Regions from separate parts of the Hordeum vulgare genome. Here region 2 is linked to region 1. Evidence: chromatin contacts called from public Hi-C data. All regions are on one chromosome and are shown on one strand. The core of a region is the stretch at or near the end of the contact, and the rest is flanking DNA. Distances in the headings are between cores, read along the strand shown.

The links. Hi-C and Micro-C count contacts between places; a contact is called where the count stands out from the background.
Region 2: a contact with region 1 is called in a Hi-C map of seedling, with 2.5 times the contacts expected there. The contact joins the promoter of LOC123436868 here to the promoter of LOC123436852 in region 1. A contact is called at or near these places in 2 of 6 Hi-C or Micro-C datasets (leaf and seedling) and 1 of 1 datasets of contacts at active chromatin or transcription factors (embryo).

What each region holds. Positions count from the first base shown.
Region 1 is chr1H:359,270,285-359,276,711 of MorexV3_pseudomolecules_assembly, reverse strand. It overlaps LOC123436852 (CSC1-like protein At1g32090), which reads left to right and starts at 3,053. Exons shown (of 11, transcript XM_045115664.1): 1 at 3,053-3,525; 2 at 5,217-5,369; 3 at 5,544-5,679; 4 at 5,759-5,860; 5 at 6,018-6,137; 6 at 6,214-6,294. The coding sequence starts at 3,218. It also overlaps the pseudogene LOC123399214.
Region 2 is chr1H:359,445,300-359,451,154 of MorexV3_pseudomolecules_assembly, reverse strand. It overlaps LOC123436868 (U-box domain-containing protein 33-like), which reads right to left and starts at 3,365. Exons shown (of 8, transcript XR_006628120.1): 1 at 3,096-3,365; 2 at 2,239-2,412; 3 at 1,422-1,677; 4 at 1,095-1,317; 5 at 877-997.

The DNA.
Region 1 (6,427 bases), core at 1,804-4,303:
TGTGCACCATATCACACTTCTTGATGCAGAAAGTTTTTTCATGAGCTAGCTTAGAGGAAGTGATATAAAAATCACATGCCTGGGCTCTTTCTGAGAATCAAACAATAATCCTATCTGGGGCATTTCTGCGATACTGAAAATTCCTCATAGTCCTAATGTGAAAATCGCTAAGTGCATCTGTGAACTCATAAACAGTGATGAAGCACAATCCCTTAGAAAACTAGTCTTCTAGGTCTCGTAGTTTTTCATTTAACCACACCGTTTCCTTCAATTTTTTATTCCTTCTCTTCCTACCACTTGGCATTTTATAGGCTCCTTCAGACTCATCTTCTTCATCACTGGTGCCATAATCACCAAAAAAACATTTTTCATCTACTTCAGGAAACCAATCTAGTTTTTTTAACCTCATTGTGGGATCTACTAGTTGGATCAGGATTTCTCAATGAGTTCAGTTTCTATGGCACTGGTGCATCTTGTTTTGCACCTTCATCTTCAGAGGAAGAGTCTTCTGTAATTCCACATTGTTGCCACCTTAATCTGGGTGCCATCATCTGAAAGAAATTCAGACACATCATTGTCACCTTCAAAATGGTTAAGGTCGGCTTTTATCTGAATAATGTTATTCTTAAGTTCTTCCTTTCTGTCTATGCTTATATCCACCACCTTAGTGCAACTTTGTTGTGTGTTAATACAATGTTCAGCAAAATAACTATCTTTATTTTCATCTGCATTACATGGCTCATCTGCTCTCATAACTCTTATGTTCAAAATCTTTTCAGTATGAGAGTAGATCAAAGTCTGATGCACATCATATTTGGAACATATCTTCTCTAGGCCTTCTATTCCTTTCACCTCATCACTAACATACAACATATAATCATATGCTCCACAACCCTCACTCTCAACAGGAGAAAATATAGTCATAAATGATATGGCTGCCTAGTACATATTTCTAACCACAAAATTTATGGCTTGAAGATGAAACCAAATTGCCCACTTTGGGTCATAAATACTGCACAGACCGAATGAATTCTAAGTAAATCAACGTGCATAATATTCACTTTCTGACATATTACATTTTTAGGTTCCTACACCACAATGTCTAAAATTTTAACAATTTCCAGTGTTATCATACATGCTGGGAAATGGGCCTAAAATTCCTACTAATTAACAACCTAAAAATACAAATGAGTTGCCGTACTTGTCGCCGCCGCGGGACAAGGAAGCTTGCGTCGACCTCGAGATGCACTTCTTGTCATCAACGGTCGTCGAGTCGGCACCAACCTCGCCAACTTTTGGGAATGTTCAAATTCAGGCTGGGAAGGCTCCTGCGCCGCGAAGCTCATGTTGTCTAGCCAGTTATCGACCTCAGCCAAGTTGTGGTCGTCGCCGCCGGCCACTTCAAGAGGTATGCCGCCAAACGATTTGCCACCGGAGTTTGGATCCGCCACCACCATTACCGCGACCGGCTACGGCTAGAGAGGGCAGAGCTCCATAAAGAGTGAGAAATGGGGAAGGGGCGAGTTGGTCGTCCAAGTTTGAGCTATTTCGACCAGGTGCGATCGAGCGCCGAGACTAACGGCCCTGTGTCACGTGATGTTAGTGGTTAGGATGACCGTCCACCTGCCATGCGGGACAGATATGTGACAAATGCTTTTCAAATGGTTGAGACAGTCATCAACTCGATTTGGTAGTTTTTTTATCACAAAATAAAAAAATTATGATAGTTTCTAAGATTATTAGGAATTATTAGGAAAATCTGACTTACTAAACGGGCTAGCCCCAACCATTCCAACATTTCAACCGGCGATGTTAACCGAGATGAATAAAGTTACAAGTGTTTCTAAAAGAAAAAATCAACCGCCATCACAGTTTAGGTAGCTGCCTAGCTTTCCCTCAAAGAAAAAAGGTAGCTGCCCAGCTATGCACTACTCTATAATTCCACCCAAGCATGTATACATGTGGCGCGACCGTTGATGGTAACCAGAGAAAGATATGCAGAGTAGTCAACCTGAAATGAAGGAAGGGAATGCCAAGCTCCCATGTGCACGAGGGAGGCATTCGGTCCCTTGTTTCTTGCGCTTGCCTCCGTCTCTACGTATGTCCTCCTCTTGCTGTTGTTCCGTTCATCCGTTGGCAATGTTAAAGGTGGAGGCGCGTGGGCGCGCCGGTGCGTATGCACATGGGCATTGGCATTGGCATGGCACGCGTTGCGGCGAGTAGACTTTCACATGCTGCGAATGCCCTGCCAAACTGTCTTAACTGGATAATTGGATACTTCCCTCGGCCTGGCTCCCTCCCCGTCTGCCCGTGTCTGCGACGATGGAGTGAGTGGCCAATTCATGGTGCATGTGATGTGATTGTCCATTTTAAGGTCGTTACAAAAAACTTTGTCAGGCAGATAGATAGGCAAGCAGATAGTAAAAGCTGGAACCAACCTTTAGACGCGCAAACTTCACTCGGCCTACGCGGGCGTGGGCGGAGCACGGCGGGATGGCAGCCTAGGGAGAATATGAGGTGCTCCCATGCTTCCACTATTCAAAACATATTTAACAGTTTCAGAAAATCCCTCCCGAAAATACGAATGTTCAAAACACATGTGCCAAGGATTTGTAAAAAAATTCAAATTTTGAAATGCATGTCAAGAAACAAGAAAGGCAGACACGGATATGGATAGTATTGTTTTGTTTTTGTCTTTTTTGTGACACGATTCATGCTGAAATTTTCGTTTTGGTTTCTCAATGTGCATGCTGAAATCAAAGCAAGGTCAGTTCTTGCTTAACTTTTGCAAAAGGGTGAAAATAGTGAATTTCTACTTCTAGTGTCACGAGTTTACACCTAATTTCTCACTGCGAAAAGGAAATCAAGAGCGTCCTCACTCATCCAAACCACTGTCGTATTTCGCACAAAAATGCAGAATCAGACCGACTCATGACTCCAAGCAGAGACAGCGCCTACGCATCCGTGACGAGATAGAGAGCGGCGGTGGCACCCCGGTGGCGGTGGGTTCCACAAAATTCCAGCCGAGGAACCCGGCCTGACTGCCGCCCTCCATTTACTCCACCTTCCGTCACACCACCACCCCCGCCCCCGCGCCCTCAATTCCCGCCTCCCTCCTCCCCCCTTCCTTCCTCGCAGCGCATGCACCGGCGCGGCTGCTGCTAGGCGGCGGCGCAGACGACAACCCAGCGACCAGCGGCCCGTCCGCCCCACGTCCATGGCGACGCTGCAGGACCTCGGGGTGTCGGCCTTCATCAACATCCTGGGGGCCTTCGTCTTCCTGCTGCTCTTCGCCGTGCTCCGCATCCAGCCCATCAACGACCGCGTCTACTTCCCCAAGCTCTACATCGCCGGCAAGCGCGGCGCCGGCGACCACCGCGGCGCCCGCAGGGTCATCAACCTCAACCTCTGCACCTACTTCAAGTTCCTCAGCTGGGTCCCCGGCGCGCTCCGCATGGGCCAGACCGAGCTCATACACCACGCCGGCCTCGACTCCGCCGTCTACCTCCGAATCTACACGCTCGGGTACACCACAATCCCCATCTCCCCCCACTACCGCTACCACCACTGCTCTGCTCGACCACTAGTGCTACAGAATTCCGCAAATCGGGAGTCACTGCGATCGGTTACCATATCTTGAGCCCAATTCCTCGACAGCAATTTTGCTCTCATCCCCAGATAGTATGACAGCCGCATTTGGTTCATCTTTTCTTTTTTCGCCGAATTAATGGCAGCGGACATACGCCATCGCCATTAATGCCACAAGCGCTTTTGGCCTTGCGACCTTGGCCTGCCTGGATGAGTTGTTGGTTTGCGTGTCAATAATGCATGCCTATACCTTGCCTTCTCGCTGCTGCTAGCGCTAGCTGTTTCCTTTGTTGCACAGCACAATGCTTGTTCGGTTCTCTCATAAAAAACATGTGATCCTCACATGCTCCGGAGATTGCGCACCCAAGCCCAAACAAGCGTTCTTCCCCAACGAAACACTGTAGTACTCCTCAACCGGAGTAGTACAATTTTTTCCCCCTAAAGGTTTTAACCCTCAACCTCAAGCTTTTGATAACTAGACTTATCGATTCAGCCCACAACTGACTGGATCTCCGAGTGACGGCTTGCGTGATTGTCCGGAGAAATGTTGCTTGTGCCTGGCGACAACGTTGGCGATAGTAGAGGTCATCCTAGCACGTCGTATACTACCATTCATAAAAGAAAAAAGATCTTAACACGTTGTGGCTGCCATCCCTTTCAGTTGTGCGTGGAAAATGGCGCCGTCCGTCCACGAGATATCCTTGGATTGTTTTGCACGATCACGGGCGCTCTTTCAGCAGGGCATGGGCCTACCCAGCTTTTTTAGGCTAGTACTTCAGCCTGCCTGGTGCAATCGAGCACACTCCGCCACCGACCCGTATCATATTCCTAGCTAAGTAGTGGTGCTCTCCCACTAAACTACACACAACTTTTCGGTGTGGCTCCAACCGATTATTCAGCATGTGGGGGAGGGCGGAGGGGGGCCCAACCACCGGCGCTTACAAACCGGAGATGCTTTCCTTGCCGCTTTGGACGGGATTTCATTCCAAAGGTTTCCCTCTTGAGAATGCAGCCATGTTTTCAACAGTAAAAAATTGATCGACAACCTGGTCCACTGGTCCCTTCTACTGCGTCGTAAACCTTGGCTGGCATGCTGTTATGCGCAGACAGACGATAAAGCATAATTCCACGGTCTAATTAGCGTTTCTTCATCCGGCAAGGCTTCTCCACGTCTATCCTCGCATGTGGGCGATGCTTTACAGCCATCCAAGAAGCAAAAAATTATTCTGTTGAGTGTTGACCTTAGTTGCTCAGGCGGTGCTTTCGGGGAAATTTCACCTTTTCCCCTTTTTGCCGTGGAAAAGATTTGGAATTCTGTTGTAGGAGATGGGACTACTGCTTTGTGTTTCATGCACTTCAATATAGTGCCGTAGTACTCCCTCCGTTCCTAAATATAAGACGTTTTAGATATTGCATTATGAACTACATACGGATGTACATAGACATATTTTAGAATGTAGATTCACTCATTTTGCTTCGTATGTAGTCTCCTAGTGTAATCTCTAAAAGGTCTTATATTTTGAAACGGAGGGAGTATTTTTCTTTTTTGTAGCTATCTTACAGGTTCAATTTGAGACCTGCGTTTCCTACACTAACTCTTTTTTTTTTGCCTTTGGTCTCACTGGCAGCCTCAAGATATTTTTGCCGGTCATGGTCGTCGCCTTGCTGGTTCTCATTCCAGTCAATGTCTCTGGTGGGACATTACTGAACCTGAGAAAAGATGTCATGTTTAGTGATATTGATAAGCTATCCATATCAAATGTTAGCCCGGGATCCAACAGGTAATCTTCTGTAAATTATGAACTCTAATTCTGCCATTTCTTTTTTATCCTCACATAAAGCTCAGAGCAGTGTCGTCATCTGCTATATTGTGATTCCAAATTGCTTTTGTTCTTAAAAACTCCAAATTGTTCTGGTTGTAACAGTTTGACCCTTGACATCCCATTTCATTCCAGGTTCTTTATTCATCTTTTAATGGCTTATGTGTTCACATTTTGGACGTGCTTTATGCTCTACAAGGAGTACAGTAATGTGGCATTCATGAGATTACATTTCCTGGCTTCTCAGAAACGTTGTGCTGATCAGTTCACTGTAAGTACATTAACAAAGTTTGCATGCGTTGAGAGCTGTCCTACTGCAGCATTTAATATATATATTTTTTCAATGCCAGGTGATTGTTAGAAACATACCTCGTGTTTCAAGCCACTCGACGTCTGAGACAGTCGACGAGTTCTTCCGTAGGAACCATCCAGACCACTATCTTGGTCAGCAGGTATGTTATCCTCACCATTCCTCGAGCCTCATTCGACTTGCATCTTATCGGGAAGGATGTTTCACGCATCCTAGTTGATTTTTACACAAAATGCTCGCAAATATTTTTGCTGACAAATGTGTTGATTATAGAACTTACCTCATTTATTTTCTTTCAGGCTGTTTACAATGCAAACCGGTATGCTAAACTTGTAAAGCAAAAAGAGAGACTTCAAAACTGGCTGGATTACTACCAGCTAAAGTTTGAAAGGCATCCTGATAAAAGACCAACTGGAAGGGTAATGTCCCAATCATTTCTTTTGTTATTTTTGGGTATGTGCATATAAACTGCTAACCTTGTTCATGGTATTTCAGACTGGATGCTTTGGTTTCTGTGGTAGACAAGTGGATCAAATCGACTACTATCGGGCTACAATTAGTGAACTTGATAAGAGGGTACGCCTACAACTTGTTGGTGTTATGATTCCTTATTTGAGAGAAAAAACGCATTTTACCATGCACGCTGAATTTCTTAACCCCATGCACATGTACCTATGCTTATGATTTTAACACAGGCTACGTTTACGTC
Region 2 (5,855 bases), core at 2,116-4,615, 170 kb before region 1:
CGGGCCAGCCTGGTCGGGCCGCGCTTTCTTGGATAGCCGGTTTTGTACAGGAGGTGCTGCTGGTGGTGGGGATCTAGTTCGGGCGAAATCCCTGGTCGGCCATCCCCGGCCGCGTCGACGGCGACGCCTGAGGGCGCCGTTCCCCTCCTTGGAGGCGTCGGTATGGACTGATCCCCTCACTTCCCCTTCCCCTAGGTCTCCCGGGCGAAAGCCTTAACTTTGTTGGGCGGCGGCGGCGCTCACGGCGCCGTTCCCTTTTTGAAGGCGCCGCTTTGGGAACCTTGGGGCTGGGTGGCGCTTGTGGATGGTGGGCGACGACGGTGGTGCGGCCCTATCCTAGCATGGATCTCCCGTCCGTTGCTTGGAGATGGACTCGCGTATGTGGAGGTCGTCGTTTGGCGTCATGATGGCGTCGATGGCGGAGACACCTGCCAAGGCTGGTACCTCAATCTGATCTGAAGATGGACCAGTGGAAGATGGCGGCGACGACACATGTGAGTGCGTCGGACCGGTTTATGCCCCGGACCCGGTATGTGGCTCGGTCAGGGTCTCCGGCTTTAGATGTTAGGCTTAGGTGAGAGGTCTGGGTATTTGGTCCAGCTTACACCCTCCATCATATGGATAGGAGTAGCGGCAGATGTTGTCAAGATGGCGGATTCAGGCATATTGTTGTACTGCTTTGTAAGGTCCTCGAGAATAATCAATAAAATGGCTGCATGCACCTCCCAGATGCAGAGGCCGGGGGTCATCCTCCTTTTCTAAAAAAAAAAAAGAACTGGTTTGTTCTGTTGGTGGAGGAGAGTATTGGCTGTATAAACTACTTTGGTTTCATTAATGTCCCGTTTAATATTAAAAAAATGCTTAAATTGTTCTTACATCCTCCTCTTCAAAATATCCCTTCGCTCCTGTCAGTATCTCCATGATTATAACACCAAGACTATATATATCCGACGCAAATGCGATTTGTCCTCTGTAGAATTCTGGAGCCAAGTACCCCCTAAGGGAAGATTGTATAAAGTTTGATCAATGAATGCCCAGATAAAACATGGAGTCAGCCTAACAAAAGAATAAGAGCTGTCAAGATGCTGGCTTACTGAGATCCACACAGATGTTGAGTAATAGCTCGGGTTTGCCCTTCATCAAAACACCGCGAGAGACCAAAATCAGCAATTTTTGGTACCATGCCAATGTCAAGCAGGACATTAGCAGGCTTAAGGTCCAAATGAAGAATGCGCTTCTCATGAAGGTAATGTAAGCCTTCACATATTCCCCTGATTATTCGATAGCGCTCTCTCCATTCAAGTCCGCAAGATGCATCTATACACGAAAGAGACAGATTTTGTATTTTATGAATTAGTTTAGATTGACAGCGAAAATGTAATAGAGTAAATAAATATGGAAGAAATGGATTATGATGCTACCAGACATATGCTTATCAAGACTCCCTTTGGGTACAAACTCAAAACAGAGTAACCAGTTTCGTACATCTGCCATGACAAGCTTCCCCTCATATTCTGCCATTTTTCCTTGTGTGTCAGCACAATACCCCAGAAAACGTACTATGTTCTTGTGCTTGGTCTTGATTAAGCATTTAACCTCTCCGTGGAATTTACTCTCAGTAATATCAACTGTGTTCGACAGCTTCTTCACAGCAACCATCTGTTTTCCGATCATTCCCTGCGGTGGTGAACCATATTGTCAATATCCTCGGCTTGAGTGTGCCTCGTGGTGCGGTTGTAGCGTCCATATATAGTTTAGTTTGCTGAATTCATTAAAAAGAAAAGGGTTTTCCTTTAACAAGACAAAAGACTATCCAGTTTCATTAATCAAGAAATAAGTTAATTAACAAGTTGCCGAGATCGCGGCGATAATCTGAAGACTGAAGTAAAAATGAAAGTCTTATCTCCTACCAAATCCCAATTCGGCACTTCCTCGTAGGAAAAAGAAGAAGATTTTTATGAACAGGCGTTCTGCTTCATGAAAAACAGGGCTTTACGTACTGATGCCAAAAAAAGGAGTTTTACACAGATGTTACGAGAATTTTATAAGCCGGCAGTCTGCCGAATTCATGAAGCAAAGATAGCACAAAGTATTACATTGCTACAACATACTCCAAACTCGGCTGATATCTGTCATGTTCCACAGCAAATTCTATCTATGTAGTGTAGTTTTTAGATTTTGCCGATTATTAGTTTTGAGAGGCAATTTGAGAAAAGAAGCTGATTAAAGGTGTGGTACCTTGTAAACTACGGAGAATCCACCGCTGCCAATTTCTTGATCAGGAGAGAAACGATCTGTGATGTCCTCCAAAAGTGATAGCGGCAGGTCCGTGGGCTCTGCGCTTTCATCCAGCAGCATCCTCTCCAGGACGCCGTGTCTATTACTGCTGGCTTCGCGGTCCATTTGCAATCACTGCAAGTATACTATGAAATGAGTACAGCACCCCTGAATTAAGAGAAATTAATGCTATTTGTGAGGCTAGCTACTAGCCTACTACTACTACCCAGTCATGCAACGAACTAATCGTGCTAAGAACAAAAGCAAGGTCGTCAGGCAGCTACTGTATATGCTAGACTCCCTCTGTAAAGAAATATAAGAGCATTTAGATCACTACTTTACGGAGGGAGTACTGCTATTCGTCAACTTACTTCTGAAAACGTAGTGCTGCTATTCATCAACTTACTTGCAAAAACTTCTGAAATCATGCAAAGTAAACGGCGGCGGAATCAAGCCACGCCGTCTGTTGATTCCTCGACCGGGCGTGCGCGCCCAATCTAGCTAGTACTGCAGCCTCAGAGCCGCCAGATCCAGTTCTACTGCGCGCGCTCTCACCTCGCCCGAATCAGAGGCTGCCGCACTCGCAAGCGAGCCAACAGCATCTACGGCCGTCACTCTACTGCTCACCGCCGACCGCATGTATCCACTAGCAAGCGCGGCTCCCCGGAACATCATTGAAAGTCGATTTGAGCAGAGCAAAGAAACTGAAGGATGAAACTATGATGATGCAGTAGGGGGCGGGCATGGTCCAAATAAAAATATGCAACTATGCAATGCAAGAGACGATTTAAGCTAAAAAAAGATGCATGCGTACATACATAGTACCTCCAGGAAGGACACTTTATCAATGGATCGGCGGAGTGATCCTCGGGCGACTGGCTATGAAATCGAGATGTGAGGGAGAACAACATGAGTCATGGGCGAGCTTCAGCCTTCCTTTAATTCTTCCCAGCAACGTCTCGGGCCAATCACATGTCTTTTTTTCTTAGAGCAAAGGTCCAACTACTGGGGTCATGACTCACCGAAGAACGTCTCTAGTCTAGGCTGACCCGCAAACCGGACACGGCAACCATCCGTCCGTGGACACGGATGAAGGAGCCGGCCCTCTAAATATTATTGGGAAAATTTAATCTATAGTGTGGGCACGGCTGCTGCGTTCCGATGCGGCGGCTCTTCATCTACGTTTGATTTATTTTTTCTTTTATTTTTGAACAACACTACGCAGCGGCATCGTATCTGGGCTTTGTCGTACGGCGGCCAGCTAATCATCATTCTAATAAAAAATGGTGTTGCTCTACTAATAAGGTTAATTCAGAAAAGCATTGCTGCGGTCAAACCCCTCTCTCTTCGTCATGCATGCATACATGCATGCAATGATGTATCAAGATTTCCTTTAATATTTGAAATTCAAAAACTTTTATCTACAAAACTGTTAGTTTAATCGATGATCCACTTTCATCATTGACTTTCTCGCGACGAGTTCTTCGAAACTAGATCCCATGTCGACATGTTCCGTCAACTATTTTTTTCAGTTCATACTTGCCACATTTTTTAATCCACTTGCCATATGATTAACCACTTACTTGCCTGAAAAAATAACTTAATTGGCACTTTTTAATGTTATTTCATACAAAACCGTGTAGCAATTTTCATTATACATGTTATAAAAGCATGTCATAGGTTGTGTTTGTCAATTTAAATATGCCAACTTGTCATATTTACATACAACTTTGTCAGAAAACTATTTTATGTGTTTGTTAGTTTAACTATGTCGGATTGTCATATTTACAAACGGTGACCAAAAAAGACTTCTTGTGATCACCGATTTTAAATATGTTGAGTTGTCATATTATTGCGCGTAATCGTCTAAAAAAAGTTGTTTGTGCTTGTCAATTTGATTATGTCGAGATGTCATATTTATACACAGTTACCAAAAATATGACGGTTAAGTTATCTTTTATTTGACAAGTAAATACTTACTAATATGACAAGTAAGTGCAACAAATGTAGTAAGTACGAGCAAAAAAAAAGTTTGCGAAACATGTCGACCTGGGATCTAGTTTTGAAGATTTCGTCGAAACAAAGTCAACAGCGAAAACAAATCATCGATCGAATTAACGTTTAAGAGATAAACATTTTTAAATTCCGATCGTTTAGAGCGAATCTGATGACATCATTGCATGCATGACGAAGAGAGAAGGGTTTGGCCGCACCGTACCACCATGTTGTTCCGCGAGATAGAAAAAATTACACCACCTAATCGCGCGCCAAGAAATCACGTGTGGCTTCAAAAAGTAAAGGGCTTAACTACACAGCCACGTAGCATGTGAGTCTTCCCAAGCGGCGGCTAATTCCCTCTCCCTGCCATGCATGCATGCAATGACATCATCAAGATTCTTTCTATTAACTTGAACTTTAAAAAGCTTTATCTCTAAAACCGTTAATTTAATTTACGATCCGTTTTCATCGTTGGCTTTGTCGCGACGAGATCTTCAAAACTAGACCCATGTCGAATGTTTCGAGAACTTTTTTTTGGAATCCCTAATTGCCACATTTTTGGACTTACTTGTCGTATTATTTGTCACTTACTTGCTCGAAAAAATTAACTTAATTGCCATTTTTTCTCGATGTGAATCATGTGCAGCATGTATCCATATTTTAGCACACAACAGCATAAGCTAGAAGGATATGCAGATGACATCATAAAAGTGTGCATTGCATGCAAAGCGCCATACAGAAAACCCGCAGAAAAAGTATTATAAACAAAACATGTGTTGGCACACCTTATTCACTAGCTAAATGCATCTGCTTAGTACTAGTACTACTAATAGTAGTTTAAAATTACATAGTTGCCAATTTTACAAAAACTTAGTTGTCAAGATGCTAATGGTTAGTTCCTATTAATGACAAGTAGTTAGTTGTGAATACACATTATTTGTTGTCATGTTAAACATGCTTAGTTGCTAGAAAACACAAAGTACTTAGTTTTGAGGAAATAAAAAGTACTTAGTTGCCACCAAGTTTATCATCTTTAGTTGTCAGATTGTGGATACTCGGTCGTCAGTTTATCATCTTCAGTTGTCGGATTGTGGATACTCGGTCGTCAGTGTATGAAAAGCTTAGTTGTCAAATTACTAGTATTTTTCACCAAATGCTGAAATGCTTAGTTTGTCAGCTCCAATGCTTGTTATCATGTTTAAGTAATCCCTAGATTACAAAATTGTTAATATGACGTGTGTGTCCATTGGAAAAAAAAGCTAGTACACTAGTGTCGCAAAGTCTGCAGCACATTTGTGTGGGTGGTAGTGTAGCGCTGTGAAATCAGTGTGGTTAGCACTAGCGTCATTAACACAACAGCATAGTACTACTAAGCAGAAAAGGTTCCAGTGACAATGCAGCAACAGCTATAGTACTCTAGAGTGGCTTACAATGGTCCTTTGATTCATAGATTTAACTAAACTATATGGGACTAGGCTAAGGGCTTCTTTGATTTAAAGGAATTCTATACGATTTTTGGAGGACTGAAATCCTTAGGATTTTTCCTACATTGGTCCTTTGGTTCATAGATTGAATCTCAT